2 separate regions of the Hordeum vulgare genome follow, and region 1 is linked to region 2. The links are chromatin contacts, called in public Hi-C maps. All regions are on one chromosome and are shown on one strand. Each heading gives the region's core, a stretch centred on a gene start, on an enhancer-like site or on the middle of the called end of the contact. The rest is flanking DNA. Distances are from core to core; before and after follow the strand shown. Region 1 holds the start of LOC123447636 (inositol-tetrakisphosphate 1-kinase 3-like). Region 2 holds the start of LOC123447632.

What was found. Hi-C and Micro-C count contacts between places; a contact is called where the count stands out from the background.
Region 1: a contact with region 2 is called in a Hi-C map of leaf, with 3 times the contacts expected there. The contact joins the promoter of LOC123447636 here to the promoter of LOC123447632 in region 2. A contact is called at or near these places in 2 of 6 Hi-C or Micro-C datasets (both in leaf).

The regions. Positions count from the first base shown.
Region 1 is chr4H:23,750,426-23,755,018 of MorexV3_pseudomolecules_assembly, forward strand. It overlaps LOC123447636 (inositol-tetrakisphosphate 1-kinase 3-like), which reads left to right and starts at 2,532. Exons shown (of 10, transcript XM_045124243.1): 1 at 2,532-2,897. The coding sequence starts at 2,710.
Region 2 is chr4H:23,281,713-23,286,430 of MorexV3_pseudomolecules_assembly, forward strand. LOC123447632 reads left to right here and starts at 1,880. Exons shown (of 1, transcript XM_045124238.1): 1 at 1,880-2,582. The coding sequence starts at 2,114. The coding sequence ends at 2,419.

The sequences.
Region 1 (4,593 bases), core at 1,282-3,781, 470 kb after region 2:
CTCCGGTCCCCGCGCTTCAAAACTGATACAGTGGCACGCTAAAAAATTTATTGGGCGCGGATTTTTTGCGCTACCGTTGGAGATGTTCTTAGCGTCTGTGTATCTAGTCTTGGGTGTGTGTGGCGTGGTGTGTGTGTGTTTGTATCAGATTGTTCGGTGATGGTTGCTTTATATATAAAGCATGAAAAAAATATCCTTTTTTATAGATACCAATTACACCCAGCCTTTGTATCTACAAGACGTCGGAAAGACATTCGGGATGCACACAACCAAACGAGTAGATAAATAGAAAGAAAAATAAATAAAGGTCTTGCCACAACGATAAACTCCTCTCAACATCATCACTTCTACCACCACCAAATACAACACCTGGAAAACATAAAAAGTCATCTCCAAGAAAGAAGCAGTGCACAAGCGTCGTCGTTGACCGATCCAAGATCTTAGATTTTCACCATGGAAAATGTCTGGGCTCTTAAAACAATTTCTTCAGCAAGGTAATCGCGAGCACAACCAATGAAGGCCAAACCTTTGGTTTTCATCGTGAAAGTCACGACTCGGTACAAGAGAAGTACCACGAAAAATGAAATCTTCCAGTGTTGCTGGCCCCACTTATCACTGCTGCTCGTGAGAATTATCTAACACCTGGCTGACTCCTTAGCCTCCAAGGCTCCATCCGTGTAACTGATCCTCCGATCACGACCATCATGACCTTCTTCACCGCCATCTTCATCATGGAAATCGAGAAACCGACATGTCTCAGGGTGTCATTAGCCAACAAAGCTTCACGCCACGTCCTCGAATCCTCGTAGGCTGATATGGACGCGCACGATCGAAAATCAACCGATCCAGATAAGAGAGCTTCCATGGACAACACAATTCAACATGAAAAAGGCTCAAAGTCATGCGATTATTTCCAAAAAGAGGAAAACAAAAGCCTATATAATTACAAATGGCTAAGTCCAAACACCATGCTACAAGTTTAATACGTTCCTTTTTTATTTATGTTGTCATATCCAATAGCTAGAAAATTATTTTCTTCACCCCCCCCCCCCAAAATATGTTTAGTTTGTTTTGTGCATAACACTAGGTAATTTAGCATTGTGCTTCGTTCGAGACAAGTTTTGCGTCGATGGCTAGTGTCGTGAAGATTCATAATCGATGAAGCCAATATAGACGTCTCTCTATTGATGCAAACGTCATCCTACACAGAAAGAATGCCCGCTTTAATGAGACACACAAAGTAGCAAACCAAGATTTTGATCCATGTCAGCCCATAGATATAACCACTCTCTTAAACCATCCAACTACTGGTTGTTTTTTCCATGAATTTCCATCTTGGACCAGCCACCTTCACTACATGAAGGCGATTGTAACATTTATACCCACATGACAAAGTCGTAGTGTAAATACAAATCTATCACTTACTTATAAAAACATGAGTTTGGTGAATCAAAATGACATCAACAATTCAATCACCTATATGCAACATCTCACACTCCAATGTTGAATTGATCAGATCAATAATAATACGAAAATAGCATTTAATGCATTGATTGAATTGCTATTGAAAACATTATTAATTGCATTAATTCCAATTAATCTTGGAAAACAACATTAGTTACAAAAATATTCTTCGTAATGGCATATGCTGTAATCGTTTATATCCCCTCAATCGTAACATGCCACAACCAATAGTCCGAATAAGAAGGGTGGCTGGAAGAGTTTTCCTACACCGATGCATATGATTATGGATATTATGGGTGGTAAACCCCCAAGATTCAGCAGCGCTGCCCGTTGAAGTCATCCAACCGACAATGCATGCAGAGGCATCACCGAGAGCTCGACTAGAGCAGTTACGGAGCAACATCGCCTCAACAACACGTATGTCGCGAGCCATGACCTTGCTCCACCGGGGAGTGAGACCGAAAGGCACACCACACCTTCTGTGTGGAGAAATGAGGGTGCCGTGGCAGGTATGCAGACGATCCAAAAGTCAAGTCCGCATAACCAAGCCATCACACACGACATAGCTCGGATTCTAGAATGGACAAACATTAGGCGACATCCGTGCAAAATGAATGAAGAGAGTCGCCGGAGTGGGCGATGACTAGGTAAAGCTCCTGGACATGCTATTAAATTGGACGCGCGTTTTGCACGGACAAGATTACTAGTAACATTATGTTACGTGTGCGGGACAAGACGCGTGAGCCATGGTCCCGGAAAGACGATAAGACAACACAACGTGAAGGTTTTATTTTACTCCTTTATCCCTGCATTTCGGTAAAATGCGGTTGCCTTGTATGTTTGTTGGTTAGTACTAGCTAAGTAGAGAGATACCTTAAGCATAAAGAAACCTAGAAAATATTCTACATAAAAAAAGATGAGAAAACAAAATGTGGAGAGAGAAAAAAGAAAAAGAAGAGGGCCAGGGGCAAAACAGTAATCCAGCGACACTTTGTTTCCATGTCCCAAAGGCGAAGTTGCTCCCATCCTCCACCTACAAATACGCACACGCCCCCCATCCGCACCCCCCCCTCTCTCTCTTCCTCCTCCTCCTCTCTCTCTCTCTTCCTCCACACGGCGCCCTCACCTCACGCGCACGCGCGCACACACGCACACCTGTCTCCGCCTCCGCTTGTTCCCGAGTGCGCTCGCCGCATTCCGATCTCGCCGCCGTCCCCGCGGCCAATCGGTTCGTCGAGGGGGGCGATGGTGTCGGGCGGGTGCGTGGGGACGGAAGGGGCCGCGGAGCCGGAGGACGCCGCGGCGGCGGCGGCGGCCGAGGGGCAGGCGATGGCGCCGGCGCCCGCGCGCGCCAGGGAGCTGGTGGTCGGGTACGCGCTCACGTCCAAGAAGGCCAAGAGCTTCCTCCAGCCCAAGCTCCGGGGCCTCGCCAGGTACCCACCACGTCCTCCTGTAGATTCGTCGGGTCGCGTTTGTTTCAAGCCTAGCCGCAGAAAGAAAATCTTTTTTTTCGAAATGCGCCGATTGCGTGGGAGATGATTTAATTTCGGGGCCTTAACATGTCCTGCATTGGAGGAAAAGCGCCTGGTGCGGCGGAGGCGGCCCTTGTTGTCTGTCCGTGTGAGGAACAGGAAAAAAATAATTCGTGTCCAGGTTTTTGTGCAATTTGATGAAAGATCAGTGGAAAAACATGATCCTTCTGGCCACTCCGTCAGCAAGAGGAGAACTTACTGAATGATACATACATCGTTTCCTAATGTTATTATGTTGTAATTAACGCCTCGTTCATTGACCTCTGCTCTTGACCGGAGAAGATTCTGGACTCACACACGGGGCCCCCTTCTTTAATCTGCTTAGGGAGAAATGGCTAGTGCTTATTGTTGTCCCACCCACTAATTGTTTGTCTGAGTTAAAGAGATCGCAAAGTTGTTGAGCACAAAAGGAAGGGGAATACTTTAGCTCTCTCTATACAGGATTAAAAGTGGGAAAACGTTTTTGTCAAGTTATAGTCAAAAAGGCGGCGAAAAGGGGTTCTTGATTGATACCCCCGATTGTGATATCCATTGGCGTATGATTTGTTTTGTTTACCTTTCACGGTATGCTTTCTAGATATTTGTTTGGGGTTTATTATGCCCAAGGAGGTTTTCTTTACACCTGTTTCAATAATTTTGGAACATCTATTTATTCAATCAAAGAACCGGGATCTCGGTTTTGTGGAATCATTGTCCGCACTGACTGAAATTAGTCTATTCAAGCATGTTCCTGTATTGCTGCTATTTCCTTTGGGATGGGACAGTGACATCGATGCACTCCCTGTCTTATGGTAGTATTATATTCGCTTCCAGTAGTGACCCTTTCTTAATTTATTCAATGAACCGTAAATAGTTAAATCCCTGAACTAATCCAGGAACCTGCCACTGAAATGCCCTGTTTTGACATTATTCAAGTAATTATGTGAAACCTTATTACAAAATGCTGGTGTTATTAACTGGTGTGACCAAGCGTGTATGGTAAGCAACTGCAGGGGTCCAAGTTGGCTAAAATACACCAGAGATCTAAAGTATGTCATCAGGTTCCATATTGCAGTTAAATGCTCAGTTTTTTACTTGACAGCTTGTGCCATCCTCACATCACTAGGACCAGAGCAGGATGTGGATTGCCGAATATGAAAATAGTATAGGTCCAGCATGATAACATTCTGATAATAGTTAAAGGATCCGCATGATTTAACATGTGCATTACCTTTTATCATGCAAATCAGCACATCACTAGTGCTCAGTGTGGACTAAAGAGTCATTCTAATATAATTATCATTAAATTTGGTTCATTTATCTTATATAATATTCAATATAATATAACCGGTAAACATTCATTTCAAGACAATTTACTGCTCATTTTCTGTTGTCTGGGCAGTGGGCACTTATTAACATACAAGAGATTGGAGACTTTAAATGTTTGCATTGTTTTAGTGAAAATACTTTTAAGTTGTAATTTTAGAATTTGGATTAATATGTTAAAGTTATGTGTTGGCTAGCCACCAATTGCTACCGTTGGGCAATTGGTGCTGCAGACTTACTTATTTGTTAGATCTTCCAGATTATTTGCTTCTCATCCTTACCAAATTTAATG
Region 2 (4,718 bases), core at 630-3,129:
ATTTTCTACTCCTTCCCGTGTACTCCATCCGTCTGGATTCATTGGACTTCTTTAAATTTTAGGATGACTTATGTGTCTAACAAAATATGAGATACATGCTACAACAAGTATAGTATCGGACTTGTATTTGAAAGAGGTTTTGCATGGTATAACTTTTATGACATGTAATTTATATTTTTGATCAAACTTTGATACAAACAGAGAGAGGCTAGCGGCTAGCGGCGACTGCACACGGTGTCCAGGGACCCGATGGCATGAGGGTGGGTGTGGGGGCGCAAAATCCAATGGCACGAGCGGTGATGAGTTTTGTTTGAGGTGACAAGGGCGAGAGGCGGAGGCCGCAGGTGCGGGCTTCGTCCAAAACGAAAGAGAGGGACGAGAGAGAAAAATGAAATGTGGTTGTAGGTTGGGCCTAGATGGATTGGGTGAGATTTGGGCTAATGTGAAAGACGTGCCTGATGCACCCCATTTGAAGGGTGTCGAACATCCCAAAATTGTCTTTCTTTCTTAGAAGAATAACTTGTATCCACCCGCTTTAAATTATTAACATTGAGTTTGCTAATATAAGTATAACCAACTCTATCCGATCACGTCAATCCCAAAAGCCTCTTATCCATTCTCGTTCGCTCGAAGAGTGTCGGCTTGCAAAAACACTACGATTATTGATTTTAGGAACAAGTATGGGCTAGAACATTCGAGAGGGGTGCAACCGAACATATAAAGGGAGAGTCTTATCTAATGTTTTTTTTCCATCACTTATCGGTTAAAAGGGAAAATGATTGAAATCACCCAACCGATAAGAACGCCCGCGTCCGTCGGTTCCGTGGACATCAGATCAATTTTAATGAAATGGCTTGGAAGCAACCTATTACCTAGACTATTTTTGCAACTTAGTTGTTGTTGCAACCCCCACCAAAACAAGTGATGTTTTGCGGGATCTGAATCTGTATTCTCTCGTGCTCTTCCAAGGTCTCCGTCAAGCCGGCGCATTCATGAGTTGTTTCGACTGCCGCCATCGTTGCTCGACACCGGCAACACGCGGACAAGGCCGCCGACAAGCACGCCGATGAAGTCTTCTCTCACCGTGTTCGCCCGCGGCCAGTGGCCATGGCCGCTCGTGCACGCACACCAGAGCTATGCTCCGACCGCCGTTGTCTATCTATGCCGCTTCGGCCCCACGTTGCATCGCATCTACCACCACCACCGTCATCGCATACGCAACACCGGTCCTCCCTTCCCTAACAAGACCGAGCTTCTGCTCGAGGACATGACCGCAAGCAATGTAACATGATGACTTTCTACAACAATACATATGTAGCAAGAAAAAAAATTACAACAAGAAATCTGTTTCAGAAAAATAAATATAAAAAATATTCAGCAACAAAACTTTTATTGCAAGAAAAAAATACAACACAATATTTGTTATGAATATTTCTATAACAAAAGGATTCATGACTTGTATTGTAAAAATGACAACGACGCTTGACTTGAAGATAGCGTCGGATCGGACGGCTTGTAGACCGGATCCGCTGGCCTACGCATAGTAGCACGATCCGGCTAAAAAAGAAAAGAAAATAACTTGTCCTCACCTTCACCTGCTATTGCTAAAGAAAGAACGAAAGGAAGAAAAACCTTGTCCCCACCAACCGGACGATGGTGCGCGGTGAGACCCCCCCACCACGGGGCCGCGTGCCGCCGCCTCGTGCCGCCACCCTCTCCCGTCCGTCGCCCGTTGAACCCGAGCTCGTCACAAAACCGGGTGCGCGCGCGCCCCGTGCCCCGCCCGCTCCTCCCACGGGTTCGGCGCCGGGAGCCCACCGGATTCCGCCCGTACCACGAGCCCACCCAGCCGGACCTCCAGCCACGGCCCACCGGTTCCCATCCAAACCCCGGGCGCCACACCGACGTGGCCGGCCCGCCCTATCCGTAGAACCGCCACGTCACGCCCTTTCCGAGCGAACTCTTCTCCGTAGCCCCCGATAAATACCCCCCGCTGCCGCGAACTACTTACGTCCCAATCCAATCCAATCCAACCCGATCCCGATCTAATCCGGTCCAGGATCGATCGTCGTGTTCCTTCCTCGCGAAAAGCGTCGATCGGACCAGATACGCGATGGCCCCGAGCGCGTCGATGCTGTTCCTCAGCTACCACCAGCTCCACCACGGCCCCGCCGACGCGCCGCGCGACGTGGACGGCGGCGGCGGCGGCGGCGGCTTCAGGTTCGGCTTCGGCAACGTCTTCTTCTCCCTCGGCGTGCTGGCGCCGAAGCGGCGGGATGCGGCGGCGACGGAGGTGCAGGACGGGAAGCAGAGGCAGAGGGCGCGTCGGGCCGGCGGCGGGGAGGCGGAGGAGGAGCAGCCCGCGACGCTGGCGAGCAAGTTCGACGAGGCCGTGCGGCTCAGCTGCTGGTCGTCCTGAAGCTCGTTTTAGTTCTCGGGCACTGTCCTGCACTAGCTTTTCCCTTCTCTTGCCAACGTTGCTTATGTATGAATCGGCGAGCATGTGATGCGCCGATCGGCGACGACGCACGATGTGTAGATAAAATGTGTCTGCTGTGCATACGAATTTCCCTTCAGCTTTTCCTCTGTGGAATCCTGCGCACTGTTTCCTGACTTACCCGGATCTTGATATTCGCTTGTATGTGGCCGTCGTCGCGTCCTCTCGTTGCTAGCTTCTTAACTTAAGCGTCCTTTCAAAGTATTCCCTTCGTTTTAAAATAAATGTCGCTGTTTTAGTATTAAACCTATGTTAATTTAAGGGAAAAGATTATCTTTCATCGACCGATCCGTTGCGGTACTTAATTTTAGACAGAAAAAGTATAAATTTCCAAATTCGTACACAGAATCCCCTAATAAACCTTCGAAAGAAAAGGAAATACGTCTGAATTACCCGGCTCCCACACACAAAACGGTTCACAGTTTTGTTTTTGAGGGAGAATTAGCAAAAGGGCCCGTGCGTTGCAACGGGAAAAAAAAATACCACAAGTTTTTAATCTTTTTATAATCATTTTGATTTATTAAAATAATAAGCTAACTAATTAATGTTGTCAGTCCTATCATATTTTTTTGAGAAATCAACCCATCCATTGTTAACTCCAGCATGATGAGAAAATCGAGTGGGATAGGCAAAGCAAAACAAAGAGGTTACGTTGATTGATCAATGTACTGTTATCTTATTTCACTCATGGGATAAAGAATGTGGGATCAGATGACAAACTGAAGGTGGTGTTCCATTCTCTGTCTCTACAACAATACAGTCTTACATTCAATACATTAATTCATCGGCAAACAAATCCCCACAAAACAAAATTTCTTGCCGGTGCTTGGCACACTGTTGGAGGCATGGGGAGGGGATCTCATCAGATGATGAGTTTCTGCCGGAGGAGGCTATACGATGAGGGGAGCAAGGGTTAGGCGCCTCTATCTGGTCACAAGGAGTCGCTGTTGCCGCGCCATAACCTCGGAGTTCCCCGTGTGAGCCATGGAGGCCCGCCTCCACCTGCAAGTACTTCGCTCCGCCGCGCCGCCGCCGTTCTGCATCGAGCAGACGCATCATCCCAGTCACTGTAGCTGTCGCGTTGATTTGATCCAAAAGTTGTGCTCGAGCGCCGAAACGGGAACAGCAAGCGGGCAGAGGTATGGCCGCGGAGGCGGGTGGGTTGAGATCGACAACAGTGGTGGTTGAGGTCGGCCGCGACGGCGAGTGGTGTGGCAGCGGCCTGAGCACACGCCAGGGTGGACCACGGTCGACGCGATGCGCTTGAGCGCCGTAACAGGGGCAGTGGGCGGGGAGAGGTACGGCCGCGGAGGCGGTGGGTTGAGATCGGCAGCGGCGGCGAGTGGTGTGGCGGCGGCCTGGGCACATGCAAGGGTGGCCCAGGGTCGATGGGAGGAGGCGATGCGTACGGGTATAATTTTTGCAGCGAATCGTTTTTTCTTTTGCGTTGCAGATAAATGATGGAGCACGAGTTGAATAACAAAAATTACAGGGACTTTTTTATAAAAATGTCGCAGTGGGTTTTCTGACGGAAGCAATAACCTCTTTATTATTACTAGTACAAATGCCCGTGCGTTGCAATAGGCTAAAAATATTATTAGCTATAGCAAATATGCCCGTGCTTTGCAACGGAAGAAAAAATATCACATACCCCAGCCCAATAAACATGACTCGAGACCCCAATACACATCCTCTAGTGTTTCAAGATGAAACTACATTTTAAAAATAATAGTTAGTTTAAAGTTATTTATCAAATACTAACCGGGTAATTCCACTTGAAAATAAATTAATAGGTTAATCTTTTAGTCAGTTGAATGGTAATGCTCTCCTTCTTCCAAACATATATGTTCGTGCTTCGCGACGGAGTGAAAGCGAGAGCAACGACTCCAAGTGTATCGCAACAATTGCTAATGGCCCTCTCTTACATAATCTTCTCAATTATGGTTCAAAGAATGAATTTATTTTTTGGAAAGCCTTTATGAAAATTTGCTAGTCAACAACCATTATTGCACACATGATTCAGTTCTATAAAGTACAATAGTTTATTTTTCAAACAGTAAGAAGGCAACATTGTAGAAATAGAAGTGTCCGTTTCATCTAAAATAGAACTGACATGAAATTTTAAGGTTGCAGCTTCCATCGATACTTTGCTCAACAAACATTTAGAACTAAAAGTCATTAGGAAGCCAACAGCCAACGAGAGTGCATGTCCCTTCTCAAC